Linked DNA regions of Gossypium hirsutum: all the other regions are linked to region 1. The links are chromatin contacts, called in public Hi-C maps. All regions are on one chromosome and are shown on one strand. The core of a region is the stretch at or near the end of the contact, and the rest is flanking DNA. Distances in the headings are between cores, read along the strand shown.

The links. Hi-C and Micro-C count contacts between places; a contact is called where the count stands out from the background.
Region 2: a Hi-C map of leaf shows a contact between it and region 1, with 1.9 times the contacts expected there. The contact joins the promoter of LOC107896984 here to the promoter of LOC107915116 in region 1. A contact is called at or near these places in 2 of 34 Hi-C or Micro-C datasets (both in leaf).
Region 3: a Hi-C map of leaf shows a contact between it and region 1, with 2.3 times the contacts expected there. The contact joins the promoter of LOC107896986 here to the promoter of LOC107915116 in region 1. A contact is called at or near these places in 3 of 34 Hi-C or Micro-C datasets (all in leaf).

The regions. Positions count from the first base shown.
Region 1 is chrA10:72,044,165-72,048,502 of Gossypium_hirsutum_v2.1, reverse strand. LOC107915116 (methylenetetrahydrofolate reductase 2) reads left to right here and starts at 2,214. Exons shown (of 12, transcript XM_016844257.2): 1 at 2,214-2,462; 2 at 2,871-3,312; 3 at 3,389-3,449; 4 at 3,530-3,612; 5 at 3,709-3,882; 6 at 4,204-4,338. The coding sequence starts at 2,914. It also overlaps the pseudogene LOC107915114.
Region 2 is chrA10:71,668,436-71,672,773 of Gossypium_hirsutum_v2.1, reverse strand. LOC107896984 (receptor-like protein 7) reads left to right here and starts at 2,334. Exons shown (of 2, transcript XM_016822309.2): 1 at 2,334-4,338. The coding sequence starts at 2,334.
Region 3 is chrA10:71,760,811-71,765,148 of Gossypium_hirsutum_v2.1, reverse strand. It overlaps LOC107896986 (adenosylhomocysteinase), which reads left to right and starts at 1,790. Exons shown (of 2, transcript XM_016822311.2): 1 at 1,790-2,643; 2 at 2,927-4,011. The coding sequence starts at 1,933. The coding sequence ends at 3,673.

The DNA.
Region 1 (4,338 bases), core at 965-3,464:
TTGACACATTGGATTCTTGGCTGAAGATTTGATGCAGATATAATTTATATTGTGTATTTGACTTGAATCTATGCTTCTTAGGCCTTTCATATGGAACTGATGATCAAACTCTCAAGGAAGCATTTTCGGGGTTTGGTGATGTGACAGAAGGTGAGTTGTATCACTAATGCTGATGATATTATGTTTTTGGTTTTTTTGTAAGTTTGACTATTGTAGTCTAGTATATAAATAGTAGCTTCATTTTCTTGTCAAGCAGATGAATGGGGTTCTTTTGTTCTATCTTTTCCCTCGGGCATGGGTTACTTGTAACAGCGCACAAAGTGTGACTAGGAATTTTAATGTGTTTCTTAGGTGTTTGCTGTTGTTCATTTATTGTGTGTTTTGGATGCATAACGCATAGTTTGGCATGTCTAGGCTCTATTCATACGTGTTGTCCATTCTCGAAATGCTTACTAGTTTATCTCTAGAGATTTCTCATGGCAGAAGTTGAATAATGATGACTGCTGGTGAGCATGTAGTATTGTGTTTTAATTGAAAACTATAACCAGGTTGCTTGTCTACTTGGTTAATGATTTGGCCAGTGAACTCTGCGTTTTTTTAATGTCGTTTATGAATGATGGTATCTATTACAGATTAATAACGCCTGCTTCTATTCACGTTCTCATTCTCTGATTTATGTTGGTCAGCTAAGATTATCATCGATAGAGACACAGGGAGGTCTAGGGGTTTCGGTTTTGTAAACTTTGCTGATGATGAATCTGCCAGCAATGCCTTGTCAGCCATGGATGGTCAGGTGAGGGAAAAAAGACATTGGTATATGGAACATGTTTCTGGTGAATCTGGTATTTGATTATTTTGTGGTACTGAAATTACAGGAACTCAATGGCCAAATATTCGAGTAAGTTATGCCAATGAAAGACCTAGTGGCGGCCCTCGAGCTTATGGTGGTAATGGTGGTTTCCGTGGTAGTGATAGTTTCGGTAGGGATGCTGGTTACTAGGTTCTCGCATCAAAATCTTTCCATAATCATGTTCCTAGAGCTAGTAGATTTGATGATACAGTTATTTATATTCGAATTATATGCTAAAAACTTATGCAACTAGTTTTCTCTAGTTAGAGGTTGATTAATTAATTGTGATTTTTTCCTTGAGTTATCAAGGTTTTTTTTAATTAATAACTTTTTATTTATAAAATCAATTAAATATTGCCAAAATATTTTTAGTAAATATAATTTTCATGTGTAATATTTTTTTTCAATCTATATCATGAGTGTAGTAAATTTTAGTATTATATATTTTTGTATTTGTATTTGAAATATTTCATAAATAAACATAGTGATGTTTGAAAAAATTATTTTATAATATTAGAAATTAACCTTCCCACATTATAGGAGGAAGAAACAAATATTTTTGATATATAAATATTATATGTATAAAAAATATATCAAAAAAATTAGTTGATGTTTTTTACAAAATAAAATATATTTAACATTTTGATAAAATATCAAATTTATAAAAAAAATACTTTTATTATACAATTGGTAATAATTATTTAATTTTATAAATAAAAAAATATTAATTTAAAAAATAAATTAAAATAAAAATTTGAAAATAATATTAATTAAAAATATTAAATAAAAAATTTAAAACGATATAAAATAAAAAATACAAATGTGAATCAAATCTAAAATCACTATTAATTAATTATTTAACCAAAAAAAAGCTTGAGGAAGAAAATATTAAAAACAAAATCACCAAAAGAAGTGATGTGTTAAAAAGTTAAAAATGCATTCTACAAAATACGTTTCAGTTCTCTCCACAAAATCAATCTATTTTCTTAAAAATGGTATTTATTTTTATTAAAATCGGCCATAAAAAGAGTAAGGAAAAAGGTCAAAAGCTGATTCAGTGTACGAACTAAAAAGAGGGATGAAACTAAAACAATAAAATAATAGTGAGTTTTGGTAAGAAAAGGAAAATACAACCGCCAATTTTGTGATTCATTTCAAGCTGACGCCACCAACATGTCGGCATCGCTGTTTGTGGTTGGTAAGCAATATATACGACAACCGTATTTGTATCTTATGGTCTAATTTCCTCTCACTCCCTCTACTTTTTTAAATTTAAAAAATTTAATCTCCCATTTAGAAATCAAAGTTGACTTGATAACACTTTAGTTAAATCTGAATTGATTATATATTTTCAAATTAAAGAGATTGGTTTTGCTAAATTAAAAAAAAGTGCAAAAGGGCAGGGGCATAAGAATTAAACCGTATGGTATTGACCTTTAATGGGTAAATACTGAATTGAGAGTGGGATAAGGCCATTGGGTTGTTGAGTGGGCAACAACGTCATTTCAAAAGACACCAACCCCCATCCGTTCCCTTCCTCTCTCAAATACAAATACTCCCATTGCAATGCCTCCACCTCCCATCTCTCTCTTAACCAACCACAAACCCATTTGTGAGTCTCTTTTTCCTATTTTTCTGGGATATTTTTGTGTTTCCATGAATTTGGGACAATGTACTACTACAAATGTTAGATTTGGACTTTCAGTCTTTGTTTAGTGCCTTGTTGATTCTTCACAATGTATTTCTTAACAGTAGCCGCTTAAATTTTAGCTCATCTGATCTATGACTTTTAGTTTATCATTCATGCTTTATCCTATACGATTTACTTAGAAAGGATTGATTTCAAGATTGCCCATTTTTATCTTCTTCTATGATGTTCAAATTGATCGTTTTTGCTCTGAACCATCGGTTATTCTTTTAGATTCAGATTCGGTCTTGGGTTTGTTTTGTTGCGACTTCCTGTTGTTCTTTTCTTGTTTTATCTCTCCAAACACCTCAGTTTCATATTGAATTCTTGCAGAAGTTGGTGTTGGTGACACCGAGAGTTCAAGATCCAATTAAAGATGAAGGTGATAGAGAAGATCCAATCTTTGCAAGAAGGGAAAGTGGTGTTTTCCTTTGAGTTCTTCCCTCCAAAGACTGAGGATGGAGTAGACAACCTATTCGAGAGAATGGATCGTATGGTTGCTCATAACCCGTCCTTCTGTGACATTACATGGGGTGCAGGTGGTTCCACTGCTGATCTCACCCTCGACATTGCTAACAAGATGCAGAATATCATCTGTGTGGAGACGATGATGCACCTCACTTGCACCAATATGCCCGTAGAGAAGATTGACCATGCTCTTCAGACCATCAAGTCCAACGGTATTCAGAATGTTCTCGCCCTCCGAGGTGATCCCCCTCACGGCCAGGATAAGTTTGTCCAGGTCGAAGGCGGCTTCTCCTGTGCCCTTGATCTGGTAAAGCCATTGCTCATTCTGCCCTGTTTTTATTTCTTAATGTACATATGTTACTAACTTTTAATTCCTATTCTAGGTGAAACATATCAGATCTAAATATGGTGACTACTTTGGCATCACAGTTGCCGGTTATCCAGGTGCTTTTCATAGACATATATACATATATAAGAGGCTTGTTCATGTGGCTTTTGATTAATAGTTTGCTTTCTTTGCTCAGAGGCACATCCCGATGCCATAGGAAATGACGGTGTAGCCACACCTGAAGCTTATCAGAATGAACTTGCCTACTTAAAGAGAAAGGTTTTACTCTTTAACTCATTGCTTGATTTGAAAATATTGTCTTAATTCTAATTTATATTGGTTAATTTTCATGCTAAAATCTTCTTTACTACATAGGTTGATGCAGGAGCTGATCTGATTGTTACTCAACTGTTTTATGATACCGATATCTTTCTCAAATTTGTCAATGACTGTCGCCAAATTGGAATTAATTGTCCTATCGTGCCGGGTATTATGCCCATTAATAACTACAAGGGTTTCTTGCGAATGACTGGCTTTTGCAAAACTAAGGTATGCGGTATAACATGATATTTTTGAGCATTAAATAGTATCAATTTGGTAAAATTTATTCAAATGGTGCATGTACTAGTGGGATGTTTTTGCATGAAGGAAATGAAAGCAGCATCATTCTTCTCAAAAGGCTAAAAGATACAAGGTTCTGAAGGCCTCTAATTTGGAAGGGCATCCCACGTCATTGCAATGCACTCTTTGCTTGTTTTTTCTTGGCAACTAATTATTACATCCGCTTATAAAGAGTGGCCACAAAAGCTATTTTTGGTGGCAATTTCTGTTAACATTTTAAAAATGTAACACCTGCATGGCTCATTGTAGATACCAGCTGAGATTACTGCTGCCTTAGAGGCTATCAAGGACAACGAAGAAGCTGTCAAAGCCTATGGAGTTCACCTTGGAACAGAAATGTGCCGCAAGATTTTAGCTCATGGGGTTAAGACATTGCACCTTTAT
Region 2 (4,338 bases), core at 1,085-3,584, 380 kb after region 1:
CAAATCCTTATTCTACTAACCCCTATTTTTTTGGGATGTGACACGTTTTCTCCATCAAAACCTCCTGTAACATATTATTTGCTAGATATAATTGAATCTTGGATAGTGCTTTTTTATCTAACCTGTCCTATTTTGATTTATCCATGTTAGCAAGCTTCTCTGTAGGGACCTTCTCAAGATCGCCCTAAATCAAAATTATCGTCATCCAAACTTGCCATATATTGAAATTTGTGATGTCGTCGAACTTATCAATATCAAACCTTGTTGCTGCCATCTCTGAATAATTATTATAAAAAAAAAGGTTGAATGCAGAAATTATTAAAAATATATTTTATTATAAAACCTTGTGATGTCGTCTTTTTGGATGAGTAGTGAAAACAGTTCTACGAGATTGAAAATATAGGTGGAGATGAGATTAAATACTGTAGCAGTGAAATTGAGTATTGTAATTATAAGATTAAAATCAGTAATGAAATATGTGTTTGGATTCAAGTGTAACTGTAACAATAAGGTAAAAAATGAAAAATGAGTACTAAATATATTAGATTGAAAATAGTATATAATAGAAGTTTTAAATTTTTTTCATTTTTATAAATAATTAAAAATATAAAAAATTATAATTTTATTAATAAAATGATTTTTATAATAATATATTTTAAAATTTTATTAATGTAACTATTTTATTGTTTATTTAAATAATTATTTACCTTAATTCTAATGTATTGATCATTATTTTATAAATATTTTTAATAATAATTACATGCAAATTTGTAATAATTTTATTTATATGTTCATCTAAATATTATAATTAAATAGTGTATTAATTCACTGCAATAAATGATTGAAAATACGTTAATTATTTAGTCAATAAATTTTTAGATTTTATTTCTATGAAGTAAGAATGGGGCAAAAGGTTTGCAATAAGCAAAAGTATGCAGCATAGACTAAGACTTAGAAAATACAATCACATCATGAAAGAAAAAGGTATGTCCCCTTTTGATGACTTTTATATGGCATTGGGATAACACTTGCTTTTGTGCAAGGTTAACAAATTACATTAATGATTTGTAAAGAAATTGAGTTTTAAAGCCTAAAAATGATTACATTATTGCTAATATCATATTCTTTAAATTGAGTCCTGTGAATATTTATGAATGTAATGCTATTTTAATTTAACAGAAAAAAAGGTATTATCATGTTATTACACACTACGTTTTCTAAAACTCTTCTAATTTTATACCACGTTGTGAATAAACCATTGAACATTGCAAAAGAACTGCTAATGATACGATATATTGGTGGATGAACGATAAATTTAGAAATTGATTTTAAAACCTACTAAATAAAAATGATTATACACTATACTCTTTAAATTTAATAGATGTTGAATGGAAGCATTTTTGTTATATTTGTAAATTCAATTTAACGCAAAAGCTTTGAACTTTCAAATTTAGATTTATTCTTTTTGGTGAAATTAGAAAAAGAAAATTATGTTTGAATTCTAAAATAGACATTTGGAGAACTTTACTTGAATACTCATCCCGACTTAAACAGAACTATTCCCAAATTAATTTTTTTTATAATTTTTTATTATTTTCTCTTTTACTAAAAAATTATAATTTTTAAATATATAATGTAAAAAATAAAAATAGTAAAAAAAATTGTTAATAATCACACAAAAAAGTTAGTTGTTGGGGTTGAAAAGTTTAGGTTTGTATAAACCCCACACTTTGATAAGAAAATTTTATGTGATTCAAACCTTATAATTAGTCACATATCAGTCCACCATACTATGCACTAGTGGTTGAGGTTCAAAAGTCTTTGCCCATTTTATACATTCTAATTTTGATATCAACTTTAAAGAATGCACACCCTAAAAACTAATTGATGAGTTTGAGAACCACATCTTACAACAAATCTCAATATAAAATCTATATTTTTCTTAGTGTGAGTCAAATCAAGCATAAATCACCAAGCTAAGAAGCCTCCATCCAAATTTAATTTTATTTTATATTTTTACTACCAAATATGTAAATCCCATACCTTGCCATTAGCAACTAATAATTTTTATTTTAATATAACCATAAATATTAGTGTTATAATTTTGTTTATTAATTAATGATGCAACTAATAAGATTCTTATTTTTGACGACTAAACTGTGGGGCAGAATATTGAAAACTTACTTGCATCATTCTTAAAGTTAAACAAAAATGCTTCACTTAATTTGAAATCAACATCCTTAGATGAAGCTTAATAGTATGTAATGTGAAGTTGTTTTCTATAAATGTGGTGCATATCAAATTCCGAATCTCCACACAATCTAAGACCAAACATGGAGAATCTTGGTATCCTAATGTCACTGTTTTTCCTCTTCTCCTTCTCCACTTCCCTTCACCCATCTTCTCATTCTAATCTCCAAAACCACTGCCTTGATGACCAGAGGTCTACTTTGCTACAATTGCAGCATCATCTCTACTATGCCCCAAACTTCACTTTCTCTTCCAAACTTGACCTCTGGGATCCCAATACCCGTTGTTGCTCTTGGAAAGGAGTTACATGTGATGCTCTTGGTCATGTCATTGGGATTGATCTCAGTTACCAAAACCTTTCAGGCAGCTTTCACTCCATTTTCAATCTCCATCATCTCCAACGCCTTAATCTTGCTGGAAACAATTTTAATACCACTTTGTTTCAGTATGGGTTTGGAAAACTCCCAAATTTAACTCATCTCAACCTCTCGGCCTCATGTTTTCATGACCAAATTCCGGTAGGGATTTTATACTTAACAAGGTTAGTCTCTCTTAACCTATCTTATCAAGATGATTGCTATTGGAGAAATGATCAAAGTTTTGCTTCATTTGACCCTACTTTGAAACTAGAGAAACCAAACTTCAAGACATTCATAAAGAACATGAGGTCTCTCAGAGAGTTGTATTTGGATGGAGTGAATATTTCAAGTCAAAGTAGTGAATGGTGTGAAACCACATCGTTGTCACTTCCCAAGCTGAGTGTTTTAAGCATGTCAGGCTGTGGTTTGACCGGTCCATTTTGTTCATCACTCTTAAACCTTCGTTATCTTTCTAAACTTAACCTTGATTCTAACCCAATCTCTTATTTGCCTCCCAAGTTCTCGAAAATTTCCTCTCCATTGGTTTCTCTTCGTTTAGTAGATTGCAATTTGAGTGGGCATTTTCCAGCAGAATTTTTCTTATTGCCCAAAATGCAAAGAATTGATATTTCAGACAACTCTCGTCTCATGGGCCAATTGCCAGAATTTCCAATTAACAACACTTTAGAGGTGTTGTCATTGCAATATACTAATTTTTCTGGATCCATTCCAGCATCAATTGCAAATCTCAGTAACCTTGTGGAATTGGATCTAAGTGATAACAATTTCAATGGTTCAATCCCTCCATTTCATAGATCTGGAGTTCCAAATCTTGCATCTCTTGATTTGTCATGGAACCACCTTTCTGGATCAATACCTTCTTCCTTATTTACTCTTTCAACATTGCAAACCCTCTCTCTTGGATACAACAGCTTTAGTGATTGCCAATTAAAGCTTGACATGTTTCTCCAACTCAGCAACTTAACGCGTCTCGACCTATCCAACATCAGCTTGTTAATTGGAAGCAACAACAAAATCCGTACTTTACCCCAATTAGAGTCTCTATACCTAAGGTCATGCAACCTTACTGAATTTCCTGAATTCATCAAAAGCCAAAACAAGTTGACTGACCTAGATCTTTCTAACAACCGAATCCACGGTCTTGTTCCAAATTGGTTGTGGAAGAGCACACTTATATCGGTAGGCCTTTCTTCCAATGCGATTGACATTCCAAATCAGTTTCCTTTTGATGATGCAAATTCCTCCTTTCCAATGCTGAGATTTTTGTTGTTGGCATCTTGTAATATAAGTACGTTTCCAGCATTTCTAAAGAGTCAAGAGAGCTTAGAAGAACTTGACCTTTCAAATAACCAAATAAGCGGGGCAGTACCAAATTGGTTGTGGAAGAGCACACTTATATCGGTAGACCTTTCTTCCAATGCGATTGACATTCCGAATCAGTTTCCTTTTGATGATGCAAATTCCTCCTTTCCAATGCTGATTTCGTTGCGTTTCAGATCCTGTAATATAAGTACGTTTCCAGCATTTCTAAAGAGTCAAGAGAGCTTAGAAGAACTTGACCTTTCAAACAACCAAATAAGCGGGGCCGTACCAAATTGGGTGTGGAAGAAAAGTTTGCAATATTTGGATCTTTCCAACAATTCTCTAACATCTTTGGACCAATTTTCATCCAATCAAGACTCTTTACAAATACCTATTTGTAATTTGA
Region 3 (4,338 bases), core at 541-3,040, 280 kb after region 1:
TCTTCCTTCTCTTTAGTGGTAATCGAACATCCAATCTGACACGAATATGCATAAACCTTTTCATACTTGAAATAGCTAGCTTTGCATCATACTCTAGAAAACCCAAGGAAAGACCCAAACTGCCTCGCCATAGATTCTGACATAAGGTCTGGAGGTAAATCATGAATTTGAATCCAAATTTTGTAAAAATTAGTAGAACCATTAGTGGGTTCTCATCCCCCTAGATCTCGTGAAGGAGCAGAAGATAGTTATTAAAGAACCATGGTGATCTATCCAAAGCCCTATCCATGTCCACCTTATAGAAAAATTGAAATAAACATCTTTTGTTTCCAATATCCGTGATAGAGATGCCCCTTATAGGATGCCATACATCAGCCATAGTATTTCTCATTGAGGGAAAATGCACTACAGTTGCAATCAAATAACTGCCGACCAAACACAGATTGTAATCCTCCACCAACGCCGATCCATCTTTCTGAACCTGGAAAGTATCCTCTTCTTTGTCTAACATACTTAAATTACTTAGTTCCTCTTCCATTAAATCCCACCAAAACAAAGAAACCTTGCTATGACAGCAGACTAAAATCATGCCAAAAAAAGGCAGACCACCACATGCCAGACGACAGACTAACTCCTAAGAAGGTGCAAACTCCAAGGCGTCGCAAAACACATTACAATCTTACGAGGAGAATACATGTTAGAATTTCGGAGACTACTTTGTTAAAGGAGACAACTACGAACTCCAAACAAGAACTATAAAATAGATATAAAAATGATAAATATATTCAAAGAATTTTACCTACTTTAAAAATATTCATATAAATAATATTTAAAAAAAACTTTTAGTTTTAGAAAAGGATAAAAATAAAATTAATATTTTATAACATAAAATTAAGATCATAAGCTTTAATTATAATATTAAAGATAATTTGTAACATAAAATTAAGTTAGCTGTGCAAACATATTAAGTTACAAATAAAATTTTGTAAAAAGGATATATATAAAATGCGATTTAATTTTTAGATGAATTGATACAAGTTTGATGATTATTTTGTCAAATTAAAATTTTATAATTTTATGAGAATCATTCTAATATTTTCACTTAATATTATTGTTTAATAACCCAAAGAAAAAATAATAGAATCTTGATTAGAACTAAACAAACATTGTGAGTTGCATTCTCACGCTTTCTAATATTTTATATGATTGTATTAAAAAGTAATTTTATGGATACAATATTAAATATAGAAGATAAATAACAGTGTTTGAATATGTTTGATCATCATTCAACAATTCAAGTGGGAAGATTAATATAAAGAAGAATTGATTAGTTAAGATTTGTATGATTCCATTTCACCTAATTATTAAGATTTTTTAAAGTTGTAAACCAAATTAGCTATTAAATTAAGGATTTATCCAAAAAGTTGATTTTTAATGCTGCTTCTTTATTTCTTCTAAATGCTTACAAATTATAATTCATTAAAATGAAAATTTTCAAAACAACCTTATTTGTTTTAAGATTATTTTGCTTTTAGGAAATATAAAATAAAATGATTGATTTAAATTTACCTGCAATTATATTAATAATATAACTTATTCAATGAAAAATAAATAAAAAAATAGTTTTTTAATTTAATATTTGATTCTTAAATACTAAAATAAATTATATAATTAAATTTAAATAAAAATCTTAATTTTATTGTAATTTAGATTAAATTGTAATAATCGGATTATGGGAGAGTTTGAAGATGGAGATCTACCAACTCCGCCCCCACCCAATCTGCACCGTCGGATTTCACCACTCTAACCTATTTATAACATCCTTACATCGCCGTATATCCCTCGCCACTTCCCACTCTCTCAACGCTATCTTTTTGTTCCTTTTCCAAGGGAGAGTGTGATCTGTTCTTCTTCACTTCATTTCACTAACCCATGGCTCTTTCCGTCGAGAAAACCGCCGCCGGCCGCGAGTGCAAGGTCAAGGACATGTCTCAGGCTGACTTCGGTCGTCTCGAGATCGAGTTGGCCGAGGTCGAAATGCCCGGTCTCATGGCTTGCCGAGCCGAGTTCGGCCCTGCCCAACCTTTCAAGGGAGCCAAAATCACCGGTTCTCTTCACATGACCATCCAGACCGCTGTCCTCATCGAAACCCTCACCGCCCTCGGAGCTGAAGTCCGTTGGTGCTCTTGCAATATCTTCTCTACCCAAGACCATGCCGCCGCCGCCATTGCCCGTGACTCGGCAGCCGTGTTCGCCTGGAAAGGTGAGACCCTCCAGGAATACTGGTGGTGTACCGAGAGAGCCCTTGACTGGGGTCCCACCGGTGGACCTGATCTGATCGTGGATGATGGTGGCGATGCTACTCTGTTGATCCATGAAGGAGTTAAAGCCGAGGAGGTTTATGAGAAAACCGGGCAGCTCCCAGATCCGTCTTCCACCGACAATGCCGAGTTTCAGATTGTTTTGACGATAATTAGAGATGGGTTGAAGGCAGATCCCAAGAAGTATACAAGGATGAAGGAGAGATTAGTTGGTGTTTCTGAGGAAACTACAACCGGTGTTAAGAGGCTTTATCAGATGCAGGCCAATGGAACCTTGTTGTTCCCTGCTATTAATGTCAATGACTCTGTCACCAAGAGCAAGGTACATTTTTCCCTACTTTTTTGCTGCTTTACCTTTTGAACTTCTTATATGAAGGATATTGTCTTTTTCCAAGCAGATCTGATAAAAAATGATTTAGAAATAACATAACAATATACATATTTTTTAAAATTTCTTCAGATCTGATATTTGCTTGCTCTGTTTTTACTGTTAGTGGAGTTTAGATTTTAATTGCAATGCTGATTGTCTTTTTGTTCATTAATTCAATTGTGGTTTTTACTGTATTTTGGTCTAATTGTTGTTATGATTTGATCTTTTTGAACAGTTCGATAACTTGTATGGATGCCGTCACTCTCTTCCCGATGGGTTGATGAGAGCTACCGATGTCATGATTGCTGGTAAGGTCGCTGTTGTCTGTGGTTATGGTGATGTCGGCAAGGGTTGTGCTGCTGCCTTGAAGCAAGCCGGTGCTCGCGTCATTGTCACCGAGATTGATCCCATCTGTGCCCTTCAGGCTCTCATGGAAGGACTTCAAGTTTTGACCCTTGAGGATGTTGTCTCCGAGGCTGATATCTTTGTCACCACGACTGGTAACAAGGACATCATCATGGTTAACCACATGAGGAAGATGAAGAACAATGCCATTGTTTGCAACATCGGTCACTTCGACAATGAAATTGACATGCTTGGTCTCGAGAATTATCCTGGTGTCAAGCGCATTACCATCAAGCCTCAAACCGATAGGTGGGTCTTCCCTGAAACCAACACCGGCATCATTGTGTTGGCTGAAGGACGTCTCATGAACTTGGGTTGTGCTACTGGCCACCCTAGCTTTGTCATGTCATGCTCGTTCACTAACCAGGTGATCGCCCAGCTGGAGCTGTGGAAGGAGAAGGCAACAGGCAAGTACGAGAAGAAGGTGTACGTTTTGCCTAAGCACCTTGATGAGAAGGTGGCTGCTCTTCACCTTGGAAAGCTTGGGGCTAACCTCACCAAGCTCACCAAGGATCAAGCTGACTACATTAGCGTCCCCATTGAGGGTCCTTACAAGCCCCCTCACTACAGGTACTGAGGAGAGAATACGAGAGAGGGAGAGAGAGTGAGAGAGAGAGAGGGAGAGAGTTGGACTAGAAAAAGGAACCATACAACGGGATGGTTTGTTTTTACTAAAATTTATTGATGATTTGTGGTTAGATGGTTAGATTTTGATTTTGGTAGGAGTTTGTGTGTGGGGTGGATGGTAAGTTTTGGTGGAAGAGAAATGAGGTCTCTGCTTGAAGAAGACCAAATGGGGTTTGAATAAGGTGATGGGGATTGTGTGGGAGATGATATTTTGCCATTGGTGCAGTCCAGTTTTGCTGCATCTGGTTTTCAATTAATTAATCAAAAAAAGATGCAACTTTGCTTTCATTTTCACTTTCTATTTCATCAAATAGTGACACCCAACTTTATATTTAATTGGCTTTATTATGGCAGAGGAAATTTCATAGAGGAAAAAAGAACGTTGAACTAAACAGTAGGATATTTGTTGACAAAAAGGCAGTTGCTGGTTGGGGTAGGTTGTATTCATTTCTAATTTTCATTCTTGGCGTCGATGGTGGCCTTAGAAAATGGAATAAGAAAGGGTAAATTATATGGTCACTTAATTCAGGCAGCATAGGGTGGTTGGCAAGCGTGAAGGAGGCAATTGACTATTGATTTGGGGTGTCCAACTTTGGATAAATAGGCAGGCCTCTC